2 separate regions of the Rattus norvegicus genome follow, and region 2 is linked to region 1. The links are chromatin contacts, called in public Hi-C maps. All regions are on one chromosome and are shown on one strand. The core of a region is the stretch at or near the end of the contact, and the rest is flanking DNA. Distances in the headings are between cores, read along the strand shown.

Region 1 (6,426 bases), core at 911-3,410:
TTTCAAAGCTCACACAAGCTACAGAGTGGCAGAACGATCAAGAACACACACAAGGCAATCGAACAGAGTAAATCCAGACAACTACAGCTACTTAGGCATGTCACTTGGGGCATGAGTGCCAAGTCTGTTCAATACAGTTCTTAGACAATAGATTCCCACGCTCATCCTTATCTCACGATGCAGACAAAAGTCATCAACATGCTCCACCTACTTTTTAAAGATTTATTTATGTATATGACTATACTGCTGCTGTCTTCAGACCACCAGAAGAGAACATCAGATCTCATTTCAGATGGTTGTGAACCACCATGTGGTTGTGGGGAACTCTCTGTAGTCCCTCACTTATTCTTTTTCAAGCACAAAATTTTGTCAGTATCAGAAAGGGTAAAATTGGTCTGAAGAGATGGCTCAGTGGTTAAGAGCACTGACTCCTCTTCCAGAGGTCCTGAGTTCAATTCCCAGCAACCACATGGTGGCTCATGACCATCTGTAATGGGATCTGATGCCCTCTTCTGGTGTGAAGACAGTGACAGTGTACTTATATATAATAAATAAATGAATCTTTGTTTTAAAAAAGGGTAAAATTTAAATTATTTTATTCTGAAGGGATAGACTTATTTAGGAAGAACATGTGCGTGTGTCTGTCTGTGTGTGTCTTCACTTGGCAGATATTTATTAAGCACCCGTGCTGTGACAAAGTGCTAGGCACTGGAGCTGTACTAGGGATCAAAGCTGAACTTGTTCCCAGCATTGATGGAAACGACAGTCTGGAGGAGAAGGAGGAGGATGAAGACGGCACTTGCACTAGTAGATATATGGATGGCATGCAGGAGAGTGTGAGGACTTTAGGTGTGTTGTCATAGAGGGGTGTGAGCTGTCCTTCGGGTAGGCTTCCCTAAGTAAGAGGGTTGTGCTGAATACAAAGGAGGACTGCGGATTAGATGGGTGAAGACAGGAGGGGGAGTGTCTAGGGTTTTGGTTGTCTTGAACAGATAACAAGTGGTCATAAAAATGAGTTTGATGGGGCTAGAGAGATGGCTCAGCAGGTAAGAGCACTTACTGAACGCCAGAGGACTCAAGTATAGTCCTGAGTACACATACGGCACCTCTAGTTTGAGAACTCCAATGCTTCTGGCTGCCATGGTTTTCTGCTCTCGTGTGCATGTATATCCACATTCAGGCACATGCACCTATTATATATTATTAGAATTATTTTAGAGACAAGTTGCGTTGCATCCTTTGTTTCTGATCTGGCTTTTGTTGTTTTTTCCTTCATTGCTGGTGATTGAACGTGGGGCTGTTTGGACGCTAAGCAAGAGCCCTTTCTCTAAAGTACGTCCCCAGAACTGAATGGGTGGGCTTTTTGTCTTTAGTAATGTGAGGGTCTTCTGGAAGTTACGTGTGTCTCAGGTGTAACACAGTTCCAAGGCAGGCAAGAGTTTATAAAGACATTGGATTGCCTAGCGTTCATGAAGCCCTGGGCTTGATCATCAGTGAGTAAAAAATGAGGGGTGAGGTAGTGTGGTAAATCTAATTTTAATGCCTATCGGATAATCACATTATTAGACAACCAGCTTCAGCAAAAATACAATGTTCTTCTCATAAGTTATACATTATGGACCTGCTTATACTTTAAGATAGGAAATTTTTCCCCTTAATTTTGAGCCTTACTTTGAATGGAATTGACATGAATGGCTTATGTAAATTCTGCCAAGTAATTTGTTTGTATCTTCTATAATAAAGCCCTGTCATTTGTAATCAAAATGCTTTAGCTTACATGGATGTTGGCATTAACAAGTGTTCGATTAGCGGCATCAAAAGAAACTGCACTTAAACTTCCTGGGAGCTCAGTGATGCCTGATACTGTAAAAAATGCTTTCTGTGGGCCATTTAACTGCTGGCAACTTTAGTTCACATGAGTCCTAGTGCTGAAAATTTAAATTCGCTCTTAATTGAAAAGTGAAGTTATTTAAATTCTTTAAATGCTAACCTTTGGAGAAAATATCTGAAAAATAAAAGCCCATATGATTTTGATGGCCCACTGCCAAAAGATTATCATTTACATAAACGTCTCTTTTAACAGAAGGGCTTAATGCATTGAGCTCAAAAGGTTAGAGTAGAGACTCCAATCTGGAAAGCAGCAGTAGACGTTTGGCTTGTGAACAGCCGCATTGTTCGCCACGCTGAGAACACTGTTCGCATTCAGGCTGAAAGCGATGCTGGCATTAGAATCCGGTTAATTTGTTTCATGTGACTTGTCAGCTGTGTGTTTTTATCTAATCTTCCTAGCCTCCTCTTTTTCTGTCACACTCCTGAAAAATGAACTGCCTTTTTAACTTCCATTTCTAGTATGTTTTCTACCTTTGCAAATGATACCACATGATTGTTTTCCAGGTTTTCATTACACCTTAAATGTATTTAATAATCGGTTCGAGTGCTGTTTTACCGTATTGAAAGTAATCGTATCTTAAAGAACTTTCTGCTTTGTGCATGTGTGGGTCTGCAGCAGGACTTTGTGAAATCCACAGACGAATTGCTTGCCTTGTTTTCTCACGAGCACCCCATTCTTTCCTTGTTTGCTAATTTTGTTCTCTGGATTTTCCCTCGGATGACTTTTAATATCTGGCTACCAGCCAAGTTCTGGGTCTCAGCAATAAAGTGCTGATCCCAAAGAAAAGATGCAGCTGTTGCTAATCTTAGGGTTCCATCTCAGCTTGGAAAGAGCAGGAAAATGTTCTTTTCCCTAAAATGGAGCCTTAGTGCAACGCAAGAGCACGTGTTCTTAAGTAATAGGCGAGTGCTGTGAGGAGAACAAGCGCCAGGCTTTAGAAGAGCTTCCAGAGGTGCAGTTACCGTAAGGGAACCACTGTGCTGAGGCCGTACAGTTTCACAGATAGTGTTGCCTAGATCCGAGGAGCTGTCCTCACAGTCAGAAGTGACTGTCCCCACCACCCGGGCAGGTTTCTTGCAGGTTCTTTGTAATCCTCTGTCACTCCCCCTACCCACACCCCACCCCACCCCACCCCCCATTTTCATGGGAACTGTGATCTGCTTCCTGCACATTGGCCAGATTCTTTACTTAACATAATTTATGATGAGATTTGCCCCTGTCAAGTTCAACTTAGTTCATTCCCTTTTCTTGTATTCTGTGGTATCGGCCTCCGTCCATTCTACCTGTCAGTCAGTGGACACTGGGGCTTCTCCCGATTTTCCTGTCTGTCTATTTGAGCTTCTCCATTGTAGTTTCCATTCCCTTACTCTCATGTTTCTCAGATCAGATTACTTACTCCATGGTGTTTAGGGAGAACCCGGGAATTTGAACATTTTGGTCATTTGTCTCCTTTCAAGACAGTTTCATATTGATCATTGTAACAGTGTCTATTAAGTGCTTTTAATGACTAAAATTCACTTATTTTTATATTTGAGAATTTCTGATTGATCCAAAATTGCTTATTGTGTGAAATCAAACACACACACACACACACACACACACACACACACACACACACGGACACACAATAAAAGAATACAAATATATTACTATATTTGATTGACCAAATCTTATCCTTTCCAGGCTACCTTCTGTGTTTTATCATATCTATTGTACAATAAGCATATATTACTAACAATAGAAAATAGCTTTTTATAAAGAAAATACTGTGCTGACACTTTTAGTTTGTGTGATTTATTAAAAAATTTTTTTTCCTGCAAAAAAAAAAAAATGAGTGCTGGTGTCACATTGAAAAGCCTAGGTCTCAGAACCAGTCTCTCGCTCACTGTGTGATGTGGGCGCAACCGTTCTCATAGCCAGCTCTCGTCAGCTGAGGGAGCCGCTGGCTGTATCTAGTGTGTGAGTTCCCTTCTCTTTGTCTCCCTGGTCCACACCCTGCTCTTGGACAAAATCAGTGATGTTCTGACTTCCTCGTTGTCACCTTAGTTGTTTGGAACTGTATTATTAATTTTTTTCCTCTTTTAGGTTTCTTATCTGAAAAATATTTTTAAACTGAGAGCCAGGTGTATAATGTGCTCCTTGTGGACAGAAGCATCGAGGTTTAAGAGTGAAGAATTTGACTCTGAGAGCAACACTAATGGGGTTTTCATCTCTTTCTTTTTGAAGAATATCGAAGAATATCCCAACAACTAAAGATGTTGAGCCGCTTCTTGAAATTGATGGAGATATAAGAAACTTTGAAGTCTTCTTGTCTTCAAGGACTCCAGTTCTCGTGGCTCGAGATGTAAAGACCTTTTTGCCGTGCACAGTAAACCTGGATCCCAAACTTCGGGAGATCATCGCAGGTGGGTGCCGCAGTGCCACTGCTTGTCTCCTCCCTCCTCCCTCCTTCCTCCCTCCTCCCTCCTCCTTCCTCCTTCCTCCTTCTTCCTTCCTCCTTCCTCCTTCCTCCTTCCTCCCTCCTCCTTCCTCCTTCCTTCCTTCCCTTCCTCCTTCCTCCTTCCTCCTTCCTCCTTCCTCCTTCCTCCCTCCTCCTTCCTCCCTCCCCCTTCCTCCTTCCTCCTTCTTCCCTCCTCCTTCCTCCTTCCTTCTTCCTCCTTCTTCCTTCCTCCTTCTTCCTTCCTCCTTCCTCCCTCCTCCTTCCTCCCTCCTCCCTCCTCCTTCCTCCCTCCTCCCTCCTCCCTCCTCCCTCCTCCTTCCTCCTTCCTCCCTCCCTTCCTTCCCTCCTTCCTCCCTCCTCCCTCCTCCTTCCTCCTCCCTCCTCCTTCCTCCTCCCTCCTCCTTCCTCCTTCCTTCCCTTCCTCCTTCCTTCCTCCTCCCTCCCTCTTCCTCCTCCTTCCTTCCTTCCTTCCTTCCTTCCTTCCTTCCTCCCTCCCTTCCTTCCTTCCTTCTGTTGTTGTTGTTTGCTTTTGTTTTTATTTTTTTGCCTTTAGTTTTGAGTTGAGGTTGGACCCAGAGCCGCTGTTGTCTTCCTGCCTTGGCATCTGGCATGCTGGGATTACAGTCATGTGCCACCATGCCAGCAGAATTTCCTGTTTCTAACCTAGCTATCTAATTTATCTTGCTCTATGAAAATTCAAGAAATCTGAACGGAGCATCGGCAGAGGACTCAGTTAGAGTGGGACTGGGCTGTTGACCCCAGGTGTGGGGCACTGAGATAGTAGTTATTTACTCCACTGTGTCTGATCCTTGCTCACCAACTTCTCCCTTTGGGACATTGAACTTCTGTTCTTTCACAGAGAGTCTTGACGTTCAGATGCCAGTGTTGTAATCTTCTGTTCTAATAGGGACCTCCAAATTAAGCAGAAAACAAAACAAAAAAAGCCCCTCACCTTCATTTTAGGTTTTTAACATAATTTATAAGCCAGGACTTAAATATAACTGTTAAGGGTTAATTTATTTTATGGCCATGCTGGGGATTCAGCCCAGGGCCTTGGGCATGCTAGGCAAACACTCTGTCACTGAAGATGGCCTCACCCCTTTACCCCTTTTTACTTTTATTTTGAGACAGGGTCTTGTCAAATTGCCCAAACTGGCCTTAAACTTTTTTTTTTTTTTGCATTCTGGTTTTAGAGCCCAAGCTACCAGATCTGGTTTGCATTTGGGTTTTAGAGAGGCCATTGAGAGGCCGGTGTGCACTGGAGCATGTACTGCTGTGTTGAAACACAAGGGCTTCATGTGATACTGCTCATCAGACCATAATTGAGCTTTCGGGAGTTATGGAGGGATCACCTTCAATTAGTCCCATAGAGTGTAATGGCTTCACAAGCGCACACCGCTTTGGCCCATGTGTGGACGCTGAGGGTGGTAGAGAGGAGGACAAGGAGTGGGCACAGAGCTACACTTGGGTAGGGTAGTTCCTGACTCTCCTTACACAGCAGATGGTTACGGTTAGCTACGACTTAATGAGAGAGAGCTTCAGAATCCTCAGAAGAGGCCATTTCAGCCAGTCTCGTTGCAGACAAATGAAGAGTGTTGAGGTGACAAAGGCATATGTCCATTTCCTCAGTTTGAGCATTATGTGATATATACATCTACTAAGGAAGCCCATAAATATGTAGTTATCTGTAACAACACAAACTCCAAACTCCTCCAAGTCCTTTTTCTCAGTGTTTACTCTGAGGCTGATGCTTCTGTGGCTGTGTGTTCTGTGTGGAGAGGCTGGCTTGTCTCAGTTTGTAGGCCACAGTTTAGCTGACAAATCTGAGCCTTTGGTTAGCATAACACAAATATATCTTTAAAGAGTCAAAAATTACAGTGTTTGGTGACTGAAGAAAGAATCGAAGTATGGTAACTATTCAAGGGCGAAGAAAAAACCTCTTTTATATACATCAATTGGACTTTTTTTTTTTTTTACTTAGTCTGTGGACTAGAGAAGATGTCCTGTCAACTCACTGAAACTCAGCTGGGGTCACTAGCAGTTGTGAAAGTGTGTCCTTGCTTAGTAGCTGGCCACAGCACTCATCACTCATGTC
Region 2 (5,919 bases), core at 3,004-5,503, 64 kb after region 1:
CCTGAGTGTGATTTTGCTACTGTTGTGAATCGTAATGTAAATATCTTATATATGACTCCATGAAAGGGTCGTTCAATCTCAAAGGGGTCACGACCTACAGGTTGAGAACCACTGTGATATGGTAATGCTTGGGGTTCTGGTTGAAAGGCACGAAGCAATTCAGGAAACATAAACGTTTACGGCAAAGTTAGGGACAGAAGAGCAGAATGCAGCCAAACTTTCTGATCTAACAACTATGCAGTCACTTTTGTGTCACAAGCTGGTAGGTGGGAGACACCATAATGTGAGATGCTAATTGGCAAATAGGTTGTGGGGAGTAAAAAGGTGGAGCGGCTCTATATATGCGTGCTAGAGGCAGAGTCGTTAGAGATGACATCAATCATTTTTAGAAGGTAACATGGCCAGGACTCGGTCAGGATAATGCTGCCGGCCACCTGCTTATGGCTAGCGTCCACGCCCGGGTACAGCAGAACCGTGGACCAACAGCGATCCTCATATTGGCCAGAAGGTGGCGCTCGGCCTCCACGGCGTGACCAGCAGCAGTTAGAGGTCCCCTCCAAAAGTCCACTTTGCCCAGGCTGCGGCTGATTAGAAGTCATCAGGTGTTCCGAAGGACTCTCGGCTCGGACCGCACAATTGTACTTCAGGGTCAGATAGATCCCCAAGGCCATCGGAGGGGAGGATGAGATCCGGCAGTCATGAGTCCGAGGACCGGCAAGGGTGGTGCGCGGACTTGTTCTCTCACACTTCTCTCCCGCTTTTTTTGTGTGTGGCGGGGCAGAAGGGTGGTGGTGGGTGGGGTGACAGAGTACATGCTGGGTTGGCCGGGTGTGCATGCAGGAGCTAGAGTAGGCAACAGGTGAGTAGTGTGTTGGGCGGCTGCCAGGGCCTCTCGGGCAGTCTCCAGCCCAGGTGTAGTGGTCAAAGCGTGCATCCCGGGTATATTCATTAAGGAAAACCCCGCCCTGCAGGAAGGAGGCGGGGACCACCGGAACCGAAGCTGCCCCTCCTCCACTCACCAGGATGGATTCGGTGTCAGGGGAGAGGAAACGCCTCAGCCAAGGCAGACTAGCAGGCGCCACCCAAACACCTGCTTGGCCTAGAAAGTGGCACCAGGTGAGACGTACACACTCGGATCTCTTGTCCCATCCTTTCTCTAGGTTGTGCATGTCTTCCCTGGACTACCTTGCAGAACCACCCCATCCCAACCAAGTCACTTCCAATTTGGGAGATAAATCTAAGCACCTATTGAATGCATATTCAAATTAGCGGCCCAGTGTCCCTCCCCTACCCCCAGGCTGGAAGGAAATGGTTATACCTTTTTTTTTTTTTTTGGTGAGTGGGAGGGGCTTTTCTCTCACCTTCCCTTCTCTGTTCCTTGCAGTTCAGAGTGCAGTCAAGGGTGAAAGCACTCAATAGCCACAGGATTGGAAAAGCAGTTGGCCCAGGCAGGCCCTGTGAGCCACAGGTGGAGAGGAGGGAGTTCTGGAGTTCGCGGCCAGGTTTAACAGCTTAATTCCCAGGGGTAAACACTGACAGCCCAAGCCCCGTTACTCTAAATCTGGATCTTGCTTCAAAGGTGTCTTTCTAGACTGTATACTTAACGTCAAAGACCCAACTTAGTCAAAGACCCAACTTAAAGGAGTCTCCCCCTACAATCCCGCTTAAAACCCTGTCTCAACGCACAGACACAGAACCAACCTGCTAGGTATGTTGAGTTTTCAGTCCCCATCCCTAACAGCAACAACGTTTTGGTCTACAGGGCCACCACGGGATACACATGTGGAAGAGGGGGCCAGAGATCAGAAGGAAGTCAAGGGTACAGAGCAGCCCTTGCAAACACAAGACATCTCAAAAACCATTCAGAATCCAGGGATTGATGTCAGACACATTTTATTATAATCTTAATACAGTCTACATAAATTTGAACTGGTATTTATTTGGGTTCAGTTATAACATAGCATAAAAAAAAATCAAAGCACTGGTTGTCTGAAATAAAGCGAGCAATCGACAAACACACTTGATTTATTTTGTATAAAAGGGTTAAGTTTACAACCAAACTTTTATAAAAAGTTTAGCATAAGTACGTCATTACATTTCAATGCAGAAAGTTATCTCTGCCACTGTACAAGAAAACTCTAATTAAAGAGTCCACAAGGTTTCACTCAATATATATATATATATTTATATATAAATATATACACAGCATTCAGTAGGCTCGTGTCAAAAAGGCCATTTCTGACCAAAGACTTCATTTAAGTAACCGAATACTGGGTCCTTCTGGTATTCACGCTCCACCTTTGAAAAAAGGCAAAGTCTGCTTAGATTGGGCAATTCCTTGTGATTTTTTTTTTTTTTTAACATTTTCGCTCCCCATGGTGGGAATAAGTATATAAAGAAAACCTTCCGACTGTAGAAAGGGCATTGAAAGTCTCTCATAAATAACGGTTATCACAGTCCAGGCCGGAGAACACCTGGGGGAGATGATCACTCTTAGTTTTCCTTCCGTTTTCTTTTTAAAAAGGTCCATTCAACTTGTTCTCCTGGTGAAATGGTTGATAACAAAGCAGAACAAAACAACAGTCTTAAAAGATCCTGTAGACTTCTTGTTGTGCAAAAGAAAAAGAGAAAGTAAAAATAAAAAAAAAAAAAAAAAAAGGAAAAAGTCCCCAAATGCCTGCAAAAGATCGGGAGAGAGAAGGCAGTTTAGGAGATTGTAACCTAAGGGCAGGGGCGGGCAGCCTGGCGCCAGAGGAAGCCACAGTTTGAGCTTTTAACCAAACCCTGGCGTCCAGATGCGGCGCACATACCCGGCCCCAACAGCACAAATTAAACATGAAAATAGCAGAGACTCAAGGGGAAAACTTCCCAAACCCAGTCTCCCATTTGGATCTCTAACAGCGCGCTCACAGGCGCCAGTCTGCTTCTTGTAACAATTATTTGATTGAAAACAGCCCTTTGGTTAACAGATAGGGAAAGCTGGATCCCGGAGCACAGGGGTAAGGCTCCGGGTAGCCGTCTTCAGCTAGCCAGAGAAATCTCAGAGGACTTCAGTTTTGGGGGAAGAGAACACTATGGAATTTGTGGCGATAAGATTAATTAGAGCTGAGGTTAGTACCTCATAGCACCACCACTGGGCTCATAAAAGCCAATAACACTTTGTCCTGACACCTTCATAGTAAGTTACTGGCATTTATATTCATATTCATTCTCTCTCTCTCTCTCTCTCTCTCTCTCTCTCTCTCTCTCTCTCTCTCTCTCTCTCTCTCTCTCTCTCTCTCTCTCTCTCTCTCTCTCTCTCTCTCTCTCTCGGCAACTGTTCCGTAATCCGGAGCAACCACAGCGACAAGCCCCTTCATGCCTCTCTGGAAGGACAAGCGGCACCCGTAACACGGTGAAGTAAGCATGCATTTACCAAACCAAACATTTAACAGACACACAAGTACATTACCGAAGCGCGCACACAGGAGGCACCCGCAAACACTCACCATTTATTTAGCCACAGAGTACTTTGCTGTCATTCGACATAAGCTCAGAAGGGAATTCAGACGCCTGGAGAGAAAGAGGATAAAAAGCAGGATATTAGGCAATCTTAAAGGAAGGTAGCCCCCTCCTCCCTTTACGAAAGTGCCAACAAGTCCCATTAAACAGGTTCATGCTACAATGCAGATCCAGACGCAACCCACACAGAACTTAGAAGTAGCGATTTCTTACATGACGCTCAATGCACAGTTTTCTTAAAAATAAAGTTAATGAACCTGTCTCTACGATGGGCTTTAAGAGTGACAGTTTCGGACGACCGGGAGCATCTGGGCAGCGGGGTACTTGCAAGCGAGTCTCACCTGCAAGGACAGGATGCTGATGTCCGTGTTCAGGGTGGTCAGCGGCGTCCTGGACGTTTGGTTCTGTCCAGGTCTCTGGTGGTGCAGGCTGACGATAGTGGGGTGCGAGTCCAGGGCGATCTGCAGGTCCAAGATATAATCGATGACGTGCTGCAGGATTTCCATCTTGGTCACCTTCTTGTTCTGGGGGATGCTGGGCACCAGTTCCTTGAGCTTGGAGTAGCAGTCGTTCATGTTGTAGAGCAGACTCATCGGGTCGTCCACCGGGGTTTTGCTCCGGGAGATGCCCAAGCTGTGGTCCGACAGGCTGTTTTTCCTAACGGACCTCACCGGACTGAAGGCTTTCATGCTGCTCGTAGGAGGAAAGGCCGGGAGGGAGCCGCCGCAGGGGGCTGAGGTGGCTGCGCCGCACCAGGCTCTGTTCAGAATGAAGCGCGAGCCGGGCGGGGCGTCTTTTATGTGCACTCGCCCTGGCCGCTCAATCGGGCATCCCTGAATCGCCATTGGTGGGAGGGGTGCCGTCCATCATACCAGGCGAATCCTCCCATTGGTGAGTGAGAGCTCTCGGTTCTTCCGCGTTCGCAGCCAATGCCCGTGGGGTGGGAGGAGCGGGCGAGAGCCCAGCTGGGGTGGTAAATTGAGTACAGTGTGCGCTGGGCACCCAGGGGGCCTGAGTGTGCAATTGTGCCCTCCTGATTCTAATTTCCAAAGCTGGCAGGACCCCTGCCCCGGGGGTGTGCCCGGAGCTAGCTATCCCCGCCCCAGGGTTTCCAGCAGCCCCGCGGTCTCAGCACAGCAGACGGGAAGTCACAGGTCGCTAGCGTTAGGGAGACAGCGACCGTGGCAGAAGGGAAAAGAAGCGCGCCTTTGGGAAGTCACATTTGTGGAGTTCCTTCTTTTAAGATAAAGCAAAAGCTATTTAAGGGGAGGAGGGGCGGGAAACCTACCCACATACACATTCACGGCAGGTTTAGCGTGGGATTTTGCAACTTGGAGCAACGCGGGAGGCCTTCTCGGAAACTCAGTGACACGAATTGTAGGGAGCACTGTGCGGTCTCCCTCAGACCACAGAGGAGCCCTGAGGGACCTGGTACGTCCGGGACCCCCCCTCCTCCTCGAGAACGAGGCAGAGTTAGTATAATGACTCCATTAATCGAAGGTCATTAGTGGGGTTTGCACACTGGAACTACATTTACATACATTGCCCTTGGTCTGTGCCCTTCAGTGTAGGTGGCAAAGTGATGCGATTAATTATGCGCAAATCGTGATTTCTGGTGTCAACATTCCAGCACTTACAGCTCTTGGGAAGCTCTTTGTCAGGTAGGTGGTCCTAGCTACTGACTGACAGCTTATCGCTGTTTTTAAAGAAAATTCTGTTACGTACGAGGTTTGGAATCTTTCAGCACCCCTCCTAGATGCAGCTACATTTTGAAAAAGTTTGGAGCTCTTGACTCCAACGCTTTAATTTCTGAATTCTTGTTCTGCTGAAGACTACTGTATATTAGTCGTGTATTAGAGGAAAACAATATTTATCTTAAGCCCAGAAAGGGTTTTTTTGGTCTCAATCTCCCACATCCTCTGAATGCAATAAAGAGAAAGAATGCAGAATCCGGGCAAAGCTCCGTGGTGAAGAAACAGTATTTTCCCTTCAATTAATGATTAATTCCTCAGCTGGTGGGCCAGGCAGTCTCTGACCTCCACGTGACAGCCATGTGCCCCAGGGCTTCTCTCTAAGGAGGCAGAGTCCGGTGGTGTAGTGGTGGTAAAATCCGGCCATCTCAGTTTGGAGGCTGCAGGACTCTCTGCCCTGCAGAGAAATCTGCACAAGGCTTGCACTGCCTCCTGAAACTCAGTGACAGTGTTCTATTGACAACTGTCCTGTTATTAAGCTGGTAGTGATTTACTATCTGAGTCCCCCCACAGTTCGAGCCTCTTGATGTACTTTGTGTGCATGTGTTTCTGTCACATACGTGCCACAGCGGAACAGATTTTGTTTTGACACTTTTGGTTCATGATGTTATACTCTGAGTATTTTACAATAATAGCCAATGTAAACAAACATCTCTGGGATTCTCAA

Evidence for each region. A called contact is a pair of places that touch in the nucleus more often than the background predicts.
Region 2: a Hi-C map of Schwann cells shows a contact between it and region 1, with 3 times the contacts expected there. The contact joins the promoter of Id2 here to the enhancer-like site in region 1.

What each region holds. Positions count from the first base shown.
Region 1 is chr6:47,404,996-47,411,421 of GRCr8, forward strand. Kidins220 (kinase D-interacting substrate 220) reads left to right here. Exons shown (of 30, transcript NM_053795.2): 23 at 4,118-4,296. Among named protein-coding and RNA genes, the nearest start is that of Kidins220, 61 kb to the left of the region's middle. Within about 2 kb of position 2,161, at least 41 of the 93 cell types and tissues checked have an H3K27ac peak or open chromatin away from gene starts, as enhancers often do. A contact at or near this core is called in Schwann cells, where this site is marked.
Region 2 is chr6:47,466,742-47,472,660 of GRCr8, forward strand. It overlaps Id2 (inhibitor of DNA binding 2), which reads right to left and starts at 4,254. Exons shown (of 3, transcript NM_013060.4): 1 at 3,843-4,254; 2 at 3,489-3,552; 3 at 2,421-2,677. The coding sequence starts at 4,190. The coding sequence ends at 3,496.